Linked DNA regions of Mus musculus: region 2 is linked to region 1. Evidence: chromatin contacts called from public Hi-C data. All regions are on one chromosome and are shown on one strand. Each heading gives the region's core, a stretch centred on a gene start, on an enhancer-like site or on the middle of the called end of the contact. The rest is flanking DNA. Distances are from core to core; before and after follow the strand shown.

Region 1 (5,206 bases), core at 1,451-3,950:
TCCCAGCTGAGACGTCTAGCTGGCTCACCATGAAATTCTACCTAAAGATGACTACAGGGAGCCCCCAGGGTCTTTCCCCTACTTTGTCCAGTTCTCTGCCATAGCCCTTCCTCCTCAAGATGAGAACATGGAGATTTAGAGAAACAGCAGAATACCCAAGGTCCCAGACAAGTTAGCAAAAATCCGAGGTTAGAATTTAGATCCCCATACTTGGTACCTAAAGCTTATGGTGCAGCAACTGTGACAGGGTTAGGTGACAACTGCCTGCCAAGTGCACTGTCATCGAGGTAGAGTCCGTCGATCAACTGCACTGACAGAGAGATCAAAGTTCTGAGTCCAAGGCTTATTTCAGGAGTTGGGGAGTGGTCACGGCACAGTGAACTAGGCACAGGGAGGGGGAGGGTCAGGACTCCATGGCTATGAGTGCCCTTTCATTCTTGGCCTCTGAGCATGGACGTCTCAGATGAGGCCTGTGTCACAGCATCAGGATCTAGACAGACTGAGGCTAGCAGAAAGAGACAGGAGGTTACTGAGTGGGGTGGAGTCTACCTTCGTTTTCTTTCCTCTCCTTGGGTCTCCAGCACACAGTAGGCACCTAGAAAATGATTCCCTTCAGAAGGAACCTCCCTGGCTGGTTCAGCAGTGGGGATCCGGTGCTGTTTCTTATCACTCTCCATGAACAAGACTAACAAGTGTTAGTTTTCTATTACGCAGAATGTCTGCTGCTGTCTGCCCAGATGGGCTGCTCACTTAGGAGCGAGTCTGTCCTGCCCACTCCATGATCCTCATCCCTGCATCATTTAGAGCCATTCACTAATAATTAGTAGACCCTGTTGATACAGCATCCGATCCTAGGGCCTGACCAGGACTCCTCTCCTGGTTCAGCCTGGACCAGGAGAGGAGTGGAGGTTACCTAAGGCAGGGTGTGTTCAAGCTGAGTGCCTGGGTCTGAGGTGATGCAGGTGATGACGGGTTCTTGGTGGCAAGCTCACACTTGGTTCCAAACAGGCTGAGTGCCAGGCATACAGTGGGTGCTCAATAGATGCACAGTAAGAGATGGTATTCTGGGAACTGAGCTCTGGGAGAAATCCAGCCTTTGGGGGGACAACAGTCACAAGAATGTCTTCTGTCTCTGCTCTTGTCCCCTAAAGGCCATGCCCAGCTGTGCCATTGTTCTTGGCAGGCAGCAGGGAGAGCCTGCTGATGTCCTGAGCTGCAGCCTTGTCTCTCAGGTAGGCAGGGATGTTCTCTGAAGCACAAAGTGGTGTTGTAGTCTTAGGAGGGAAGGGTCTACAGGGTGAGTTATGGGGTCCCACTGGGAGAGAGCTCTGCACCATCAGTTTCTCCTCCTTAGCCTCTTCCTAACCAGACCTACTCCCTGTCTGGGATGCTGGAATGAGTTCTCTCAAAGCACAAGCTTGGTCATAGCAAGGCCTGGCCATAACCTTCAACGGCTCCCTAACACCCTAGCAAACTCCATGGGCTTAGCCAAGCGCCCAAGAACCTTACCTCCATTTCTTTTTCTTCTAGCTCCACAGAGCCTCAGCATCCCACCCTGCCCAGGACCCTGGCCTGTACCAGCCTCTATCTAGAAGGGTTTTTTTCCCCAGCCTGGGCATGATCTTACCCCATGTAGCATCTCCACTTTCAGGAAGCCACCCCAGGTGGCTGTCCCCTCTTCCCACACGTGCCATATCTCCCTCTGCCTCTCTCACAAGACTGGGTTCTCCTTCAGAGCAACCCAAGCCCCAAGTGCCAACTGAGGTGCCCTTGCGGGTCTGACCCTAATCATCTGAGAGAGATGGTAGGCTCTGTGATAAGCAAGTAGAACCCACAAATACTGGTTAAGGGATGTTGGGTGGACTTCCCTCCTAAGTTCCATTGTGGGGAGAGGCCCAGGACAGAGCTAGGCCCTGTGGACTCCTTTTTATCCTGGTCAGGGGTCGGGGGTCTTTGGCCTCTCAAACTTTGCACTGGAGAGACCTCTATGTCTCATTCTCTCTGCCTCCCGGGACAGGGCCTCCTGGAAACCTAGCACTAGGTCCTCTGCCTTCCAGACTGGCTTACCTGCCCGTACTGGGTTTCTAGGTGAGGCCACTGTGGGCCACCCAGGAGACCAGGCTGGGAGACCGGGAGTCAGAAGGGGCTCAACAAGAGGACCCTGGCCTGATCCAGTTGAGGGAGGGGGAGGTGTCCGCATCTCTCTATGGACAGAGACCCCGGTGGCCCCAGGTTGGGGTCCTAACCGCGGAGCGGGTGCCCGGGCACCGAGAAGGAGCCACGCATGCCCCTGCACGCGGTGCCTAGCGCGGCGCGCGGCTCCGGAGGTGAGGGCGCCCCGCCCCGCTCCCCTCTCCAGGCGCTCGGCGGCCGGGGCTAGGGGCTGCGTGGAGAGGGCGCGGGGCGGCCCCTGAGCGGCGGGATGCGGGCTCCCGGCCCGGGAGGGCGCCGAGGCCCCAGGCGCGGCCGGGGCGGCCGGGACCCGGGCGGGAGGGCGCGCGGGGCCGGGGCCCGAGGCCGCGATCGCGCTCCTGCGGGGCCCGGGCGCGCGGGCGGAGCGGCGCGGCGGCGCGCGGGGCCGGGGCGGCGCGGAGCCGGGCGGGGGAGGGGGAGGGGGCGCGGGGAGCCCCCCGCCCCGCGAAGGAGGAGTCTGGCTCCCACTCGCAGCCTCGGCCGCGCGGCGCAGAGGCCCCCGCCCCTGCGCGCCGCCCTCGCGGGAGCCGGGCCCCCGCCGCCCTCCGCGCGCGCTGCTGCTCGCGGCCGCCGAAGAGGAGCCCGGGGCCAGGTAGGACCCGGCCGGGCCGGGAGTGCGAGCGGGGCTGGGCGCGGGCGGCGGGCCGGAGGGGGCGCGGCTGGGACCCTGTCCCCGCACCCGGGGGGCCCCGCGGCGCCCGTAAAGTTACTTTGGCCGCCTCTGCCTTGCCCCGGGCGCGCGGCCCCGGGTCGGCTACCGCCGCTGCGCAGCCAGCGGGGCCGGGGCTGGCGGGAGGGGGCTCGGCCGGGGCCGCGCGGTCAGCGAAACTTTTCCCAGGCTGGTCGACTGCCGCTGACTGCTGTTGGAGTAGCCGGTGGGAGGAGAGGGCTGGTGGGGTGCAAGTGATGATGGGGGTGGTAACAATAGCCACCTCCTGTTGTGGAGAGCCTACTGTGTGCTGCCAGCCTCTGCTGACACTTGGAGGTGAGGGGTGAGAAGGGGACGGATGCTGGTCAAGTGGCTACTTTTGCTGGGTATTGCCGGGAACTTCACTAACACCCATGTGTCGTCCATTCATCCACCCATCTATCAATCCATCATCCTTCCTTCACTCATTCAACACACTTACTGCTCTCTGCTGTGCCCCCTCAGAGGCTTCAGTGACTAATCAGACAGCACCCAGTCCTTCAGGACAGTATTTCATGGAGTGCCCAAGCCGAAAGGTGCCTCTGTGTGTTTATTTTGGGACATGCTACGGGAGAGAGAATTCAAACACAGCCTTCCTGGGTTTAGGCAGGGGCAGAGGAGTGATGTTATGTGAAAGAGACTAGGAGGCCAGTCTTAGGGGTTGGAGACTCCATCCTCTCTTGACCCTCTGGGCCCAGGCTCAGTGGTTCATTGAGGTCAGGACACAGAGCACATTGGACCTGGATGTCCAGCTAGTCTGGCAGGATTGTCTCCTCCTCACTACTGGACTGTCCCCTCTCCTTCAGCATCCTTTCAGAATTGCAGCCCTCCCCCCCCCCACTTCTTCCCCTGAATGGCTGGGAGGAGAACGAACTGTTAACAATTATAAAATTAAACCCGGCGAACAAAAGTGAGGCACCATTGAATGGTTGGGCTCCTTGCCGGTTTATGAATGGTTGTGGCAGACTTGCTAGCAGGGATCAGCTACATTAGGGGGGTGTTGGGGGTGGGGATCAGTCACTAACCATATTAACACCCCAACTAGCCTTGGCCAAAGGAAAATTAAAACAACTTCAGTAGTATTTGGCACATGACTAAAAATGCCTTGGGGGGAGTCTGGACAGGCTTTGGGGTGACTGCTCCATCTCAGCTAGAAGCCAAGGCATTAGGAGACCATCTGGGTAGGGTACCCAGGCAGAGGAGAACACCAGGCTTTGGAGCTGGTGGTCACAGGGAGGCGTCTGGAATGAGTCGAGGCGCAGTCTGCAGGGGACTGCTCTGTGGGAGCATGCATACTAATCTGCGCACCACCCGTCTCCCTGCAAATTGGCTTTCCGAGTGGCAGCCCCTCAACACTTATAAAATCCCCTTTTGCTCAAGATGGATTTCAGTGAAATGGTTGTGTCTCTTCCAATTTCTCTGAGAGTTGGAACAGTGTTAATTGGCTCACGGCCGCTCAAAAGACGACGTTTTAGTCTTGAACATCTATGATCGGTGTGTTTGGAAATGGTTCCGAGTAGGGATGCCTTCTGATTCTGCTCCTCAGCCCAAGGAATTTGGGAAGATCTGGAGAGTGAATTAGATTCCTTCACGTTGATGAGGGTCGGCTCCGAGTGAGGTGTGTGCGTGACGCAGCTGAGGTGTGAGCCCTGTGTGGTGTGGTGTTTACGGATGCTCACTCTCACCCAGACTGATGCCTCAAATTTAGGCACCACTGGACCAGGTCTAGGCTTATGCAGGAGACGGCAAATGAGAGCATTTCTCCAAGGGCCCAGTTTGTATCAGGGAGGAGCCCCCCCCCCCCCCCCGCTAGATCCATGGAGCCCGCACTCAAGTAGAGCAGTTTTATAAAAATATTTGGTACACCCATGGGGCTGCTAAATACTTTATCCATCCAAAGTGTGTCCATTTATTCCCTCTTGAACTTGCTACCGTCCACCCAGGCAGTAGCAGCTGGTTTGTCTGTTCATCGAATACAGGACACATCTTCCTCCACTGTCTGAACAACTAAGGATGGAAGATGGATTTCACTGAAGGAGCACATGGAGAATGGGGTATGGTGGGGGTGGGTGGGATTAGCAGGTCCTGGACCTATGGAAAAGAGGAAGCTATTGCCAAAAGGTAGTCGGCCGCGTTTAATCTCTCTGAATGCCTTCGCTCTTCCAACCTCAGGCCTGTGAGTGATCACGAATAGTGGGGTAGAGGAAATGAATGGGCCAGGCAAGACTTCCAACAAGTAAATATGACACACAGAAAAACATGCAATTAGCGGAGGTTAGTGAATGCCTTTCAAGTCCCCAGTGCAGCAGTTAAGGGTGGAGTTTT
Region 2 (5,120 bases), core at 2,112-4,611, 340 kb after region 1:
CGAAGGTCCTGAGTTCAATTCCTGGCAACCACATGGTGGCTCACAACCATCTGTAATGAGACCTGATGCCCTCTTCTGGTGTGTCTGAAGACAGCGACAGTGTATTTATATATATATATATATATATATATATATATATATATATATATATAATAAATCTTTTTAAAAAACAAACAAAAAAAGGAATGGAATTAACTGTCTCTGCTTATGGAGCCTGCCAGTTGAGTGTGGACCACAGCTGGACTCCAGGCCTCTCCCAGGAAGGGACAGAAGGAGGGTCAAGTTTCTGCTCCAGGCCTTGTGTGACTTGAGGCTGGGCAGTAACTGAAGTTGATGGGTCGTAGGCAAGGACCATGCAGGGTGACCTACCTCAGGCTTGGGGGGGAACACAGATTTGAGCCCCCTAAAGAAGTTCCTGGTAGAGATCTGGAAACTGGCATTGAAGGCAGTTAGCTCAAAAAGACTATGTGATATGTTCTGGGGACAGATGTCCACTGTCCCGTTGAAAGGAGAGACGGTAATGGTGGTGGGGCAATCGGAGAAGGGCAGGTTGTTGCTCAGAGCCCCGTCAATGAAGCGCTGGAAGGCAGAGAGGCATTAGCCCACACCATCTTCCCCTCACTCTCCCCGTATCAATGGAAGTCCATTCCTTCCTCTAGCCTAGCTTCTGAGCTCTCTAGCTAGAGCTTTCTAGCTCTCTAGGAAGGGGAGGCTTGACACACAGTAGGTGCTTTAACATCGGGTGGCCTCCTCATTCCTATCTCCACCTCTGGACAAGCCCTTGTCCTAGCTGCCTGGAGCCCAGAGTGGAATGCAGACAGGGGCCCCCCTGGATAAACTCACCTGGCCTCTGAATGCCGGGGGGATCACCCCACAATATAAGGGTAAATACAAGGTGCAGATCAGAGCCTGGAAGAGAAGAGCATAGCCCTCGCTCAGTGCTCACGTGCTCTCTTGTGCTCAAAAGAACGCATGAGCGCAGGCATCCTTGAAGCCACCTTCCTCTCCCTGCAGAGGGCGCCCTAGCTGCCTGGAGACTGCAAGTCTAATCTATGAACCAAGACACCAGTACCAATTCACACACACATACCCCAGGTCTGGCAAGGAGGTGCCACCAAAAACCTCTGTGTGTTTTCCCAAAGAGTGTTTTCAGAGGTGATCCAAACAAATGCACTTCTGAGGAGGAATGTCAGGCTCTCTTTCCCCACATCAGACACTATCTCCTAATAAAAGCCCTGACAAGTCTTGCTGATGTTAGGCAAAGGTGGGGCCGGGGGATGGAGGATGGGGTGGGGGAGATGCTTCGCTTACAGACTTATCCTGTGCTGGCCTTGTGCTGTAAAGGGCTGTGCACATTGTCCTGTGTTGCAACGTGCTTAGCCTCATCTCTGGTCTGCATCATCATCCCTGGTCTTATGCCAGCAACACGCACAGGCACGTGCAGAGGGTGACAGGCAAGGAGAGTTCCAGCGTGGCCAACTAGGCTGGGAGGGGCAGGGCTGGGCAAGTACTGTAGCTCCCAGGGCACACAGAGCCTTCCTGACCTGACAACCCTGAAGAGTATTGCTCCCCCTGTCCCTGGGGGAAGCAGACACAGGCCTGGCTCCGATGTTTGAGATGTGAATTTCCCACCAATGCCTGCGGTTCGTGACAGCTGAGATTCGCTGAGCACCTTGTCCAGGTGAACACACCAGGACAGCTCTGAAGTGCCTCCCTGAGCATCAGCCCACAGCAAGTGACACCCCCTCAGGTACACACTGACAACCAAACACCTATGTTCCAGTAGACAGGGGCCCTCCTGAGTCAGACTGTCCTAGAGTCGGGGACAAGGCACCAAGATGAGAATGAGTCTATCTGGACCTCAGCATCAGGAGCAGATGGGACAGATGCCATGACAGGAAGGGTGGGCAGAGCTACGCTGAGGGACTCCAGGACTCTACACAAGGAGTTGAGGCCTTCCAGTATGGAGACCCATATTCCTTCAGAACTTTGGCCCCACTTTCCTTACCCCCTAAACCTATCAAGTCAGAAAGGCTTCATTCCTTCCCTGCCTTATTCTCTTGGTTGAATTTCACATAGGCCCTTTCCCAATCCCTTCCCAGGAGGTAGGCTCAGTAGGTATAAGCCCTGAGAAGGTAAGGTGTTTCAGATGTGCCCAAGCCTGGCAAAACCCCGCAGCATACAGCAGTGCCCACACATATTAGATGCTCTCAGGAAACAGTTTGCTCTGGCAATCAGAAAACGCTTAGGAAAGAGGGGTGAGCAGGACAGGGCAGACACCTGTGGACCGAGCAGCCTTAGAGGTCCTGACTGTGAAAGCTCCTCAGTCTACCCCAGGTCTGACAGCACCTCGGGTTCCTCTCCACCTCAGCCTCTACAGAGCCTTGGACTCAGGCCAGTCTTGGATACAGTCTAGCTACTGCTCCTCCCCCTCTACACACACACACACACACACACACAAACACACACACACACACCCCTAGACTCAGTCTATTATTATGTGGACTGTGTTCCCCAAGCCCCAGGTCCCAACTGGCTCACCTGGATGAATTCATCCCGAGTGGCAAAATCGGTGACTATGAAATTCTTGCCATCAGGCCATCGGGTCATGGAGATGCCCAGCCTCTGGGAGGCTAGAATATGGCAGTTGTCAGGAAGATTTTCATACAGCTTTTTCCTGATGTGTTCAGCGGGTCCGTAGGCCGGATGGAAGATGCCCAGGCTCAGCCGCTCCACAAGTTTCACCAAGTCCAGGAGATTGGAGCAGGCAAAGTCTGCAGGGCAGTGGGAACTAAGTAAGACCTCAGTGACCTGGGACCACTGAGGGCCACCCGTACCCACCAAAAGTCCACTTCTCTCAGGGATGCCTGGGAATCAGTTCTTTAACATCTCTGCCCAGTCCTGGTAACCAAAACTCTCAAAAACAAAACAAAACAAAAACAAAACCAAAACACCTTAGGGGTAGTACCCCAAATCTAAAGCCAGGATCCCATCTTTAGAGATAGAAGTGACTGCAGGGGTCCTCAGATTCAAAGGCTGTAAAGCCCCAGGGACACATCCCTCAGCGCCCTTCGGGAGTCCTTAGACCCTGAGAACTTCCTAAGTACCTGCAGACTTGCCAAAGACAATGGCCATGGCATTGAGTGCCCCTGAGGAGGAGCCATAGAAGCGGCGGGCACCCTGGATGAGGCGAGGCGCTCGCTGTCGCAGACACTGGGTGACACCCACGTGGTAGAGGCCCATGTAGCCAGAGCCTGAGAAGGACAGGTTCCAACCTCCCTCTGCCTCCAGGAAGTCCATAATAGGGTGCTTGGGACGCGGGGCTGCAGACTCCTCAGCTGGAGCTCAAAGGAAGGAACTGTGCACTAGGGCCCCAATGTGATGGGACTAAGCCGGGATGGGGATGGAGCTCCGGGAGGCTGAGCAGAGTGGCTCCGCCCTAGGCTGTCAGCTGTGGCCCTAGCAAGTGAGGGGTTGGTGCAGCCACCCTCTCCACGTGTACACCAGGCATTACATTACAAGCCTACACGATTCCCAATTACACTCACCTAACCTCCAGGTGTCTGCATTTTGAAAGAGGGAAAGAGGCACAATCAGGAAGGACTGCACCTAATCTTCAGGCCAGAGGTCAAGGACCAGCACCGTAAGTGGGAGGTGAGAGGCCTGGGATCTAGGCTCTGCAAGGAAAGGTTGCTATAGAACAGTGCCTTCAAACACACAAGATCTCTCCTCTCTGCAGTCACGATGGGAAGTCGCCTGGCATGGACCAGGCTCTCAAATGTATATTTCTGAGCAGGTGAGATGATAGGTGCTACACAGCCAAGTCATCATGGGGAAGTCAAGCCAGACATGCCATGAGGGTCAGGGGAAATGAAGTGCACCCCAGGATGCCAAGAAGAGGAAGATAGCAGCAGTATGTGGGGTAGTGAGCAAAGAGGACTCCAGTAAAGAAGTGGGGTGAGTGGAACTCAGCGGGACACACACTGAGCATGGGAGACTCTTGCAAGTAACCAATAAGGAAAGAGAGCATCACACTGCATGCTGCCTGGTGCAAACATCCCCCCTACAGGCTCGCCTTCCAGCCACGTGGCTCATCCGATAACAGCGCAACCAACCCTGACCACCCCAGTTCTACCCCCCCCCATATCCATGGCCAAAGCAAAGTACTGGCTCCTGTAGGTTGTTCTCTGACCTCCACACATACACCGCCCACACACACTAAGATAAACACATTGCAACTTAAATGCAAACCTCACTCTGTGGTGTAAAAATAATAAATGTAACTATTAGAAAGGTCGCAGGTGAAGTGTCCTAGAGGGCGTGACTCTGGGGAGTCCCCGGTGATGGGAGGTGGAAGGAGACCTCACTGTACCCAGGGGCTGACAACAGGTGGGTGCTTTGTGGCTGAGCTAGGCTTAAGCTCCATTCAGGGGCTCCCTGCACCAGCCCCATTCCAGCAGCCAGGAGGGGGCAGCAGGCCTATGCCCGTAAGTCCTCTGCAGGGCAATGTGATGTAGCCACCTGGAAGGAGCACCTGGAAGCTGGTTTCCAGGTGAGAGTCTGAGGACCAGGTGGGTCAGGCAGTGGTGGCGCACGCCTTTAATCCCAGCACTTGGGAGACAGAGGCAGGCAGATTTCTAATTCGAGGCCAGCCTGATCTACAAAGTGAATTCCAGGACAGCCAGGGCTATACAGAGAAACCCTGTCTTGAAAAACCAAAAAGAAAAAAAGAAAAAGAAAAGAAACCAAGGATCAGGTGGGGCTGGAGGGCAGAGGTTAAGGACACACCTTTGCAACTGTACACTGTGGCTGTGGTGGTGTCACCTGCCAGCAGCCTGAAGAGGTTCCTTCCTGTTTAGGGACTCCTCGCAGATAAAGCCAAGTCCTGATTTCACCACAACAAGCATTTCAGAACCAGATAGAATGAACCGGATTAGTGAGTTTATTAAGTGTTGAGACAGAGTCGTGGAAGAAGAGGACAGTGTGCACAGAAAGCAAGGAGGGGGGCAGTTTTTTAAAGCGTTTAATTTGTGTGTGTGTGTGTGCACGCGTGTGAGTGTGTCTGTGACTATGTCTGTGTCTGTGTGTATATGTATGGGTGCGTGTACTATGGTACACAT

What was found. A called contact is a pair of places that touch in the nucleus more often than the background predicts.
Region 2: a contact with region 1 is called in a Hi-C map of embryonic stem cells, with 4 times the contacts expected there. The contact joins the promoter of Pnpla5 here to the promoter of Mpped1 in region 1. A contact is called at or near these places in 4 of 39 promoter capture datasets (cranial neural crest, embryonic stem cells, liver and 1 more) and 2 of 484 Hi-C or Micro-C datasets (embryonic stem cells and nephron progenitors).

Annotation. Positions count from the first base shown.
Region 1 is chr15:83,777,323-83,782,528 of GRCm38.p6, forward strand. Mpped1 (metallophosphoesterase domain containing 1) reads left to right here and starts at 2,701. Exons shown (of 7, transcript NM_172610.3): 1 at 2,701-2,785.
Region 2 is chr15:84,119,814-84,124,933 of GRCm38.p6, forward strand. Pnpla5 (patatin-like phospholipase domain containing 5) reads right to left here and starts at 3,362. Exons shown (of 10, transcript NM_029427.1): 1 at 3,108-3,362; 2 at 2,542-2,774; 3 at 844-909; 4 at 370-579. The coding sequence starts at 3,300.